Regions from separate parts of the Sus scrofa genome. Here region 2 is linked to region 1. The links are chromatin contacts, called in public HiChIP or PLAC-seq maps. All regions are on one chromosome and are shown on one strand. Each heading gives the region's core, a stretch centred on a gene start, on an enhancer-like site or on the middle of the called end of the contact. The rest is flanking DNA. Distances are from core to core; before and after follow the strand shown.

Region 1 (4,387 bases), core at 623-3,122:
ACAGCTCACCGCAATGCCGGATCCTTGACCCACTGAGCGAGGCCAGGGATGGAACCACATCCTCGTGGATACTAGTCAGATTGTTTCCACTGGGCCACAGCAGGAACTCCCACTCTTCGTTTTTTACCTTCACATATATCCGCACAAAGGCGCACCTGCAGACACATTCACACAAGCTCCTGTCCACAACATCCGCACAGAATAAAGGGCAAACACAAAGACACACACACTTGTACACGCAAGTGCATTCACACAGATACCAAAAGGAACATACATCAGGCCCAAGCATACCTACTCCTGCACACCCAGGGCCGTCGGCGCAGACACAGGGGCTCACAAAGATGCGCTCAGGGGCGCTCATGCATTCTTGAACACGATGAGCACATCCTACGTCAAAGCCACACACTTGTGTACACACTCCTGTATGCTTTGGAGCACACACAGACGTCGGTCAGGTACAGCACGGTCAGGGACACCCCCACACACACACAGTCCCTCACCGCCCCCAGCAACCATCCCCCTCCTCTCCTGCCAACTAGGCTCAGCTCTCTCTCTCCACCCACTTCCCACCGTCCTCTGGGGCCTCTGGGGCCTCCCTCCGGAGCTGGGGGAGGGGAGGGGAGGGGGCGGGGCTCGCCCTGCTGATGTGGCAACTCCGCTCACCTGCCGCTGGCCGCGCCCTCCACCGAGAAGGGCTTAAAGGAGCAGGAATCCTGGCCGCTGTCCCCCACCAGGTCTCTGTCCTTGTTTCTCTGATGGGGAAAGTGAGGCCCAGCTTGGGGGTCAGATGATGAGAAGCCAGGACTCCAGTGCCAGGAGCAGAGTCGGGGGCGGATACTGGTGCTGGGAACAAGGAAGAGTGGGTTCCAGACCCAGGCCCGCCTCCTGCCTGCCTTGGCTGGCTGCCTGTGGAACCTGCTTCTCCTCACTGTTCCTAATCTCCCTACCAGGCACTCCCATCCCCTGGCAGTACCTGTCTCTGTAGGTAGCCCCACAGGCCCAAGCCAGAAGCGCGCGCGCGCGCGCGCGCGCACACACACACACACACACACACACACACACGCATGCGCACGCACGCAAGCGGGCACTGCACCCTGTCAACTCTCCTCAGCATTCTTCAAACCTGGATGGGACGGAGGCAGCCTGTGCAATGGGGAGCCCAGCTCACCTACTTCCCAGCTATGACTTAAGGCGAGTCACGGCCATTCTCTGAGCTAGAAATGCTAGAAATGGGGTGATGATTACACCTGCCTCTCAGGATTGCACTGGTGAGAGACTTATGCAAGATAACAGAGGTAGAGGCTGCAGGGCCAGGGCCCAGGGACTCAGGACAGGCTTGGTGAATGAACCAAAGACACCGAGGGATTTGCTAGATACCTTGAGTTGGGCCAGGTTCCCCACTGCTTACCTACCTGATCCCATTCCAAGTTGCTCTCCGGGGAGCCATCCGGAAGCTCATTCATTCCTCTCAAGAACTATATTAAGGTTCCCACTTTCTAACTGATGAAGCAGGCTCTGAGCGGCCCAAGGCTACGGGTACGGAGCAGAACTGGAGAGTGAGCGGACTGGATTAGAACACAGCCTGAGACGAAGCCTGGCTCCTTCCCTCGAGTCCCACAGCCTCCCAGCACGCGAGACGCCTTTCAAATCGGTAACAGCTGGTTACCGCTGGATCTGGAGCTATTGCTGTTATTATTGTTCATTATTATCACTGTTCTGCGGAATAACATGCTCGATTCATCTCGGGCCGGGGCCTCCCCGCCGCCGGGGCGTCCTCGGTTCACGAAAACTGTGTCCAGATGACCCCGCGCGGCCACAGTGGGAACAACAACTCCCGGGGCGCCCGGGATAGTGTAGCGGCGCCCCTGGAGGCAGTTCTCGGCACTGCCACCAGAGCCCGACTGCGAGCGTGGTGTCCTCTGCATGGGTCAGCAGAGGTGCAGGCCACCGGCCCCCAAACAGCAGTCCCAGAGGGCAGGGAGGAATGAGGAAGTAAAGGGAATACCTCTAATCAAGTGACTCTTGTATCCTGGGCAAGGTGCTGGGTGTTTCCTCCACAGTTTCCCATTTCAAGGTGCTGGGTGTTTCCTCCACAGTGTCCCATTTAACGCCCACCCAGGGATTCCAGCGGTGGCATAGCGGTAATGAACCCAATTAGCATCCATGAAGACACAGGTTCCATCTCTGGCCTTGCTCAGTGAGTTGAGGATCCTGCGTTGCCTTAACTGTGGTGTAGGTTGAAGATGTGGCTTGGATCGGTGTTGCTGTGGCTGTGTTGTAGGCTGGCAGCTATAGCTCTGATTTAACCCCTAGCTTGGGACCCTCCATATGCCACATGTGCAGCCCTAAAAAGACAAAGAACAAAAACAAACAAACAAAAAAATGAGTTCCTGTTGTGACACAGTGGAAACAAATCAGACTAGGAATCATGAGGTTGCAGGTTCAATCCCTGGCCTTGCTCAGTGGGTTAAGGATCCCACACTGCCATGAGCTGTGGTATAGGTTGCAGACACAGCTCAGATCCTGCGTGGCTGTGGCAAAGGCTGGCAGCTGTAGCTCCGATTAGACCCCCTAGCCTAGGAACCGCCATATGCTACAGGTGTGGCCCTAAAAAAAGCAAAAAAAACAAAAAAACAAAGGAAAACAAAACATAACACCCACACAACCTAATTTCCTGGAAGTGGAACTAAGGTTTTGAAGTCCAACTCTGCCCAAGTGTGTGGCCACACCAGGGACCCCTCTGGAGTAAGTCGGAGGAGGAAAAGGCCACCAGCCCCTCTAGACTACAAGCCTCTGGAGGTCAGGCATAATGACAACGATGCTGATAAAAAATAATTTGGTCATAGAGTTCTCTCGTGGCACTGCCGGTTAAGGATCCAGCATTGTCACTGCAGCAGCCTGAGTGGCTGCTGTGGCATAGGTTTGATCCCTGGTCCCGGAACTTCCACATGCTGCAGGCATAGACAAAAATAATAATTTATAATTTTTTAAATAAAAATAATTGCACAACGTTGTAAATCAACTATACTTTAATTTAAAAAAAGAAGAAGAGGGAGTTGTGTCATGGCTCAATGGAAAGGAACCCAACTATCCATATGGACTCGGTTCACTCCTTGGCTTCCCTCAGTGGGTTAATGACCCTTCGTTGCCATGAGCTGTGGTGTAGGTCACAGATGCGGCTCAGATCTGGTGTTGGCCAGCAGCTGTAGCTCCAATTCGACCCCTAGCCTGGGAATTTCCATATGCAGCCCTAAAAAGAAAAAAATAAAATAATAACAATAAATCAAAATTTAAAAAGAAAAATAATTATTATTGTCTCTTGGCCACTCACATTACATGAGGTACTCGACTAAATGCCTTTTGTGTTCTCAGTTTGTCCTCACAGCAAACCCACGAAGTCAAAAGTGTTATCTGATTTTACAGAGAAGAAAATTTCTGTGAGGCAAGAATAATTTTCCTAAGCTCACACAGTGATTAAGTGCAGAGGCAAGTTATAGGCTCCAGTCTGCTGCCTCCAAAGCTTGGCTATGTATGTACCTGGCTCCCTTGAAGCAGTGGGCAGGAGGGCCCCGCTAGGGCATCTCTCACCACCCTCCTCCGGCCTCTAGTTGGTTTGCTGGAGCTTTTGGTGCCCACAAACTCGGCAGAATGGCGAGTAATGGGGCATGTGCTCCTCTCAGCTTTCAGAGCAAGTTCACTTCCAATTGCTCCTGTGCTGAGCCTCACATTTAATTCGTTTTCGAGACAATCCTGTGAAGAGGGTATTGGTCGCCTATTTCACAGCCAGGGAACTGAGGTTCAGGGTAGCCTTCCCAAGCTTATGTAGGTCATGCTCTGGGGCTGGTGGAGACCGCTGCCAGGGCTCCCCTCCCTGCAGCCCTCGGGATCCTCTCTGTTTCCAAGCTCATCCCTCTGCCAGTCATCCCAACACTCTGAGCCCCTCCCTGAGCTGTTCTTCTGCTTGGAGTGGTGGCCAGAAGGTCACTGTTCACCTAGGATGGGATTTTAATCAATTCACAACATTTTCTTAGCAGAAAATTTTTTTAAATCTTAAAAAAATTGAGATACAGGAGTTCCCGTCATGGCTCATCAGTTAGCGAACCCAACTAGTGACCATGAGGATGAGAGTTCGATCCCTGGCCTCGATCAGTGGGTTAAGGATCCGGTGTTGCCATGAGCTGTGGTGTAGTCACAGACGCGGCTTGGCTCCACAGTTGCTGTGGCTCTGGCATAGGCTGGCAGCTACAATTCTGATTAGGCCCCTAGCCTGGGAACCTCCATATGCCATGGGTGTGGCCCTAAATATTAAAAAAAAAAAGAGAGATACAGTTAATGTACAATATCACCTGTTGCAGGTGTACAACATAGTGGGTAACAATATTTAAAG
Region 2 (4,547 bases), core at 1,017-3,516, 310 kb before region 1:
CCTCTCACATGGGTGGCCCTTCCCAGGAGGGCAGGGGCCAATTACAGGTCCCTCTGCTTCAGGTCCACCCACAGCAGCCAGGCCACGTGTGTGTTCAGTAGGCAGCGAGGGTCAGTGCACCAGTGGGGGGCAGGGGCTCACCTTATTGGCACAGCTGAAGCCCAGCCCCAGCTCAGCCAGGACCTTCAGCACGCCTGGGCTGCTGTTGCACTTGACAGCGTAAAAGGGTCGGACTCGTGGCAGGCACTTCAGAAAGTAGAAGTGCTTCCTCACTACAGCACCCAGGTCGGCCAAGAAGAAGGCAGCAACCTTGTCCTGTACAACAACAAGGGTGAATATGAGACCCCACCCAAGGACCTCCCAAGCCTCCTGCCTTAAAGTTCTCTGGGGCTCCCTCCCCAAGCCTACAGTACATCCCAGGCTCTGCCATCCAGCTCCAGCTCCTCCCCTCAGGGCAGCTCAAACTCCAGCTCTATCCTAGCCTTCATTCCCACCTGCCGTCCATGTAGAATACCCTTCCCCCACAACTGTCTGGCAAATTCCTAATCTACCTTCAAGATTTAGCTGAAACCCTGCTTTTTCCCAAACCAATAAGGCAACTCTGCCTTTAATGCTCTCATTGCATTTTGTACATACTTCCAAAGTAACAGAGCTGTGTATACATACATGCCTCCTCCAGAAAAACATTAATTCCTTGAAGACCAAAGCTAGAGCCTACAGTCACTGGCTTTCAATGAAGTCTTGAGGTAGTCCCACTGCCATGGCACCCATGCCCTTGGACAACTGGCTGTGGAGGGCTGAACATGTGTGTGGCCATGGGTGAGACCACATGACTTAACCCTTTCCTGGGATGCAGTTTCCCTTCTATGCAACACTTTTTTTACTGATGCCCACTTGGTGTCTGACTAAGTGTACTTATCAAGTATGCTAAGTAAGGTACAGAAAAGACCAGACAGGGCTCTAGTTCTGAAAGGGCTTCGGTCTGGATGAGAACTAACCCTTTAAGCAATTACAAGCCCATTCAGTAAATACTAAACAGGAGTTTCTACAAAATGCAGTGGGGGCTATGGAGGAGGAAAATACAAAATCTGCCTGGGGTAATCAGGAAAAGGTGACCCAGATGAGTAATAAGCAATGAATGAAAGTAGGTAAGAAAGAGAGGCTGGGAGATGGGTGTTCCAGGGAGAAGCCTGGGCAAAGGAGTGATGGTGGAGCACGTGGAATCACTGGAAAATATGAGTAGACTGGCCCAGCTCTGATGGAAGATAATATATACTGTGGGAAAAGTCAGACATGGGGCTATGAAGGCAGAGGGTTCTGACTTGGATCCTGTCGGCAGAGGGAAACTGCCGAAGAATTCTGATTATTATTATTATTTTTATTTTATTTTTTAAATTTATTTCATTTTATTTTTTTGCCTCTTAGGGCCGAACCTGTGGCATATGGAAGTTCCCAGGCTAGGGGTCAAATCAGAGTTGTAGCTGCTGCCATACGTATGCCACAGCCACAGCAATGCCAGATCCAAGCTGCATCTGCAACCCAGAGCACAGCTCACAGCAACACCGGAACCTTAACCCACTGAGCGAGGCCAGGGATAGAACCGGCGTCCTCATGGATACTAGTTGGGTTCTTAACCCACTAAGCCACAATGGGAACTCCCAAGAATTCTGATTTTGAGCAGAGCTATGATAAAGTTGAAAGGAGTGAAGTGAGGGAAAGAAAAGATTAGGGAGCCTTTAGAGATATGAGGCCTAAACTACCAAGTGAAATTCCAGAAGCGCACATGGCAGGGTAATTTAAGGAGGCCGAATCCACAGAGCTTAGTGGTGCCCAGCTGTGGGAGGGGGATGTAAGGACTCCCAGGTTCCTGACTTAGAGGGCTGGGCAGGTGATGGTGGTGTGTTTATGAAGGCGGGGGACACAGGAGGGGCAGGTTTAGGGGCAAGGACCAGGAATTTGGAGATAAAATGAGCCTCTCGCAAATACCAAGGACTGAATACCAAATAAGTGAAAGAAGATGAGGGCCCTAAGGGGCAGCTGGGCCTGCTGGGGGAACAGAGGGCCCACCCCCCCACTCCCAGACCCTCACCGTGGTGGCCTGTGAGGCCCCCAGAGTGAGCTCCTCCAGCAGGTCTCGGGTGCTGAAGCCCTCCTCCACCATCACAAAGTCCGTTTCACTCAGGTAGCCAGCCATGCCGAGGAGGAGGAGCCGGTGGGCTGGATGGAGCTGCCGATGCCTCCGGCCGCCTTAGAAAGTATGCAACACACTGCGGGGGAGAGTGAGGGGGCCGCTGGGGGCCTGGCCTTGGCTGCGCCCCTCACCTCCCCAGGCCAGGGCGCCTCGTCCTGTCACACCCTGCCCTCAGCACAAGCCTGGGGAGCTTAGGTTAGCTGGGACGAGTAAGAATCCTGGACCGGGACAAGGCATTATCTGTCTAGATGTCATTGCCTCTCTGAGCCTCAGTCCCCCATCTGTAAAATGGACGAATTGTTTTGGTGATCTTTTCCAGTTCTGAAATTCGAGTTTTAGTAAAAGGGAAAGAAAGAGAGAGAAAGGAGCAGGAAAGCCGAGTAGGTAAATTTCCAGGTGCCTCCCGCCATCCTGACCACGCCCACCTGAAGTGGCTGCGCTTGGCCCCACCTAGGAGTCTCCACTCGAGAACTGAGGTTAGGGTCTGCTCTCTTGCCGCGTGACCTTGGGTACGCCTCGTTCCCTCTCGGAGCCTCAGTTTCACCGTTTCGAAATGGGGGTCGGGCTGGTCCTGACATGCTAGTATTCTAAGCGTGCATGGGGGTTCCACCTGGTGGGTGGGGGTCCCGGGCTCCCAGGCAAGAACCCAAGGCTGAAATTCTGCCCAGGTGAGCCTTCCTGAGTGCAGGGCCGAGGTCCCGCCCTCCGAGGTCCGCTTACCAAGCCCCGTCCTCCTTCGCGGGGGCCAGAACCAGGCGCGCTGCTAGGGGGGGTCACCGGTAACCTCGAAACTTGTGCAACACCCCGAGAAGGAGTGGCAGTTGCGGAGCCGAGGCCCCTGCTGAGAGGAGGCAAGAGGGGCCGGGGAGCAGGTCAGCACTGGAGCCGCGAGCGCCCGCTCCCCAGGCTCCCCGAGCCACTCCCCGCACTCGCCTTAAAACGCATTTACACGGCTTCGGCCCATAGGTCTCCCCAGCGAGTGAATCGGATCCTCTGCGCCTCCGCTCGCTCGCTCCCCCAGGCTCGGGCCCCGCGGCCTGCGCCCCGCCCGCCCAGCAGCCACTGACCCCACGCCCCGCCTTCTGCCCGCAGCCCGCTTATATAAGCCCCGCCCAGACCCCGCCCCTGGCATCCAGGCCCCGCCTCTGCTCGGCCACCCTCCGTAGCCTTGGCAACTGGGTGCCGGCATCCCATTGGTCGATTCCGACATAAAGCCTTCAGCTCCGGGGTCCGCTCCGGAAGGCTGATCCTCAATCCTGCCGAGCCCCCTCCACCGCTATCCTACACTGGGAAGTCAGAACTGCAGCGCCGCCAGCTCAGAATCCGACCATCTACACGGTGGGACCCTTAGCTTCTAAATCTTGGATCTTAGAGTAAGGAGGAAGCCAAGGAGGTTTCCTGTTTGCTTCCGCCTTTTCTGGGACTACCTCAGCTTCACGGTGCCTCTCCTCTCTAAACCGGTAAACTGCCCACTCCTCCCTGGAAGCCGAGGTCAAATGATATTTCCTTGTATTACCTTCCTAATAAAATCCTTTTTATTTGACTATTCCAGCATCTTCTTTGATTCCTCCAACTCAAAACCCAGATGAAATGGTCTCAGAATTCCTTCTTGTGACTTTCCCAGCTCGGGGCAACCCCTCCCTCCATCCTACCTTCTGAATCTGGCAAACTCCTACTCCTCAAATAAAATGTGTCTCCTTCTCCGAGAAGCGTTCTCTGACTTCCTTAACTCAAATCATTTCTTATCTTTTACATCTCATGAACTCCTGCTCCTGCACATCCATCAAAGTCCAATATGTCACCTCCTCTGATGAGCCTCCCATGACTTTCCTAGCCTGGAGGAGCGGTGGAACTCTCAACACTTATATTTGTATGGACTCTTCACTCTTCTGGCTTTTGTCACCCATGGTGTGAGATTCCTGTTGTTTTACACTTCTTGTTGGGTTACACTTCCCAGCTAGTCTGTGAGCTTCCAGGGACAGGAACTGAGTGCCTGGCTTCTCAGAGCACCCAGTGCCTGGCGTAAAAAAAAAAGAGTGTTCAGTAAGAGTTACTCTCTGTACTACTCAAAAGCTAATTCAGAAGTTAATCTGAAACAATAATTGTACAAGAACATCCAAGCATTCTTGAAAAAGAAGAAAGAGGACACCCTCTATTTTATACGGTTCTGGTCTTTTAAACAGCATGGTGCTGGCACAGGAAGAGACAGTTGTAGAACAGAATAGAGTCTAGAACATGCATATTGAAAAAGTTTGGTATACGGTGAAGGCAGCATTTCCAATCAGTGAGGCTTCTGGTCTAACATATGTGTTCATATCCCCTGTTGAGCTGTAGGCTTCTTGAAAGCCAGAGGCAC

Evidence for each region. HiChIP or PLAC-seq counts read pairs in DNA pulled down with a chosen protein or histone mark.
Region 2: a contact with region 1 is called in an H3K27ac HiChIP or PLAC-seq map of alveolar macrophages. The contact joins the promoter of AZIN2 here to the enhancer-like site in region 1. A contact is called at or near these places in 6 of 47 Hi-C or Micro-C datasets (alveolar macrophages, embryonic fibroblasts, mesenteric adipose tissue and 3 more) and 1 of 2 datasets of contacts at active chromatin or transcription factors (alveolar macrophages).

The regions. Positions count from the first base shown.
Region 1 is chr6:89,033,991-89,038,377 of Sscrofa11.1, reverse strand. No RefSeq gene overlaps it. Among named protein-coding and RNA genes, the nearest start is that of SYNC, 9.9 kb to the right of the region's middle. Within about 2 kb of position 1,872, at least 50 of the 83 cell types and tissues checked have an H3K27ac peak or open chromatin away from gene starts, as enhancers often do. A contact at or near this core is called in alveolar macrophages, where this site is marked.
Region 2 is chr6:89,344,579-89,349,125 of Sscrofa11.1, reverse strand. It overlaps AZIN2 (antizyme inhibitor 2), which reads right to left and starts at 2,266. Exons shown (of 11, transcript NM_001123193.2): 1 at 2,090-2,266; 2 at 142-315. The coding sequence starts at 2,194.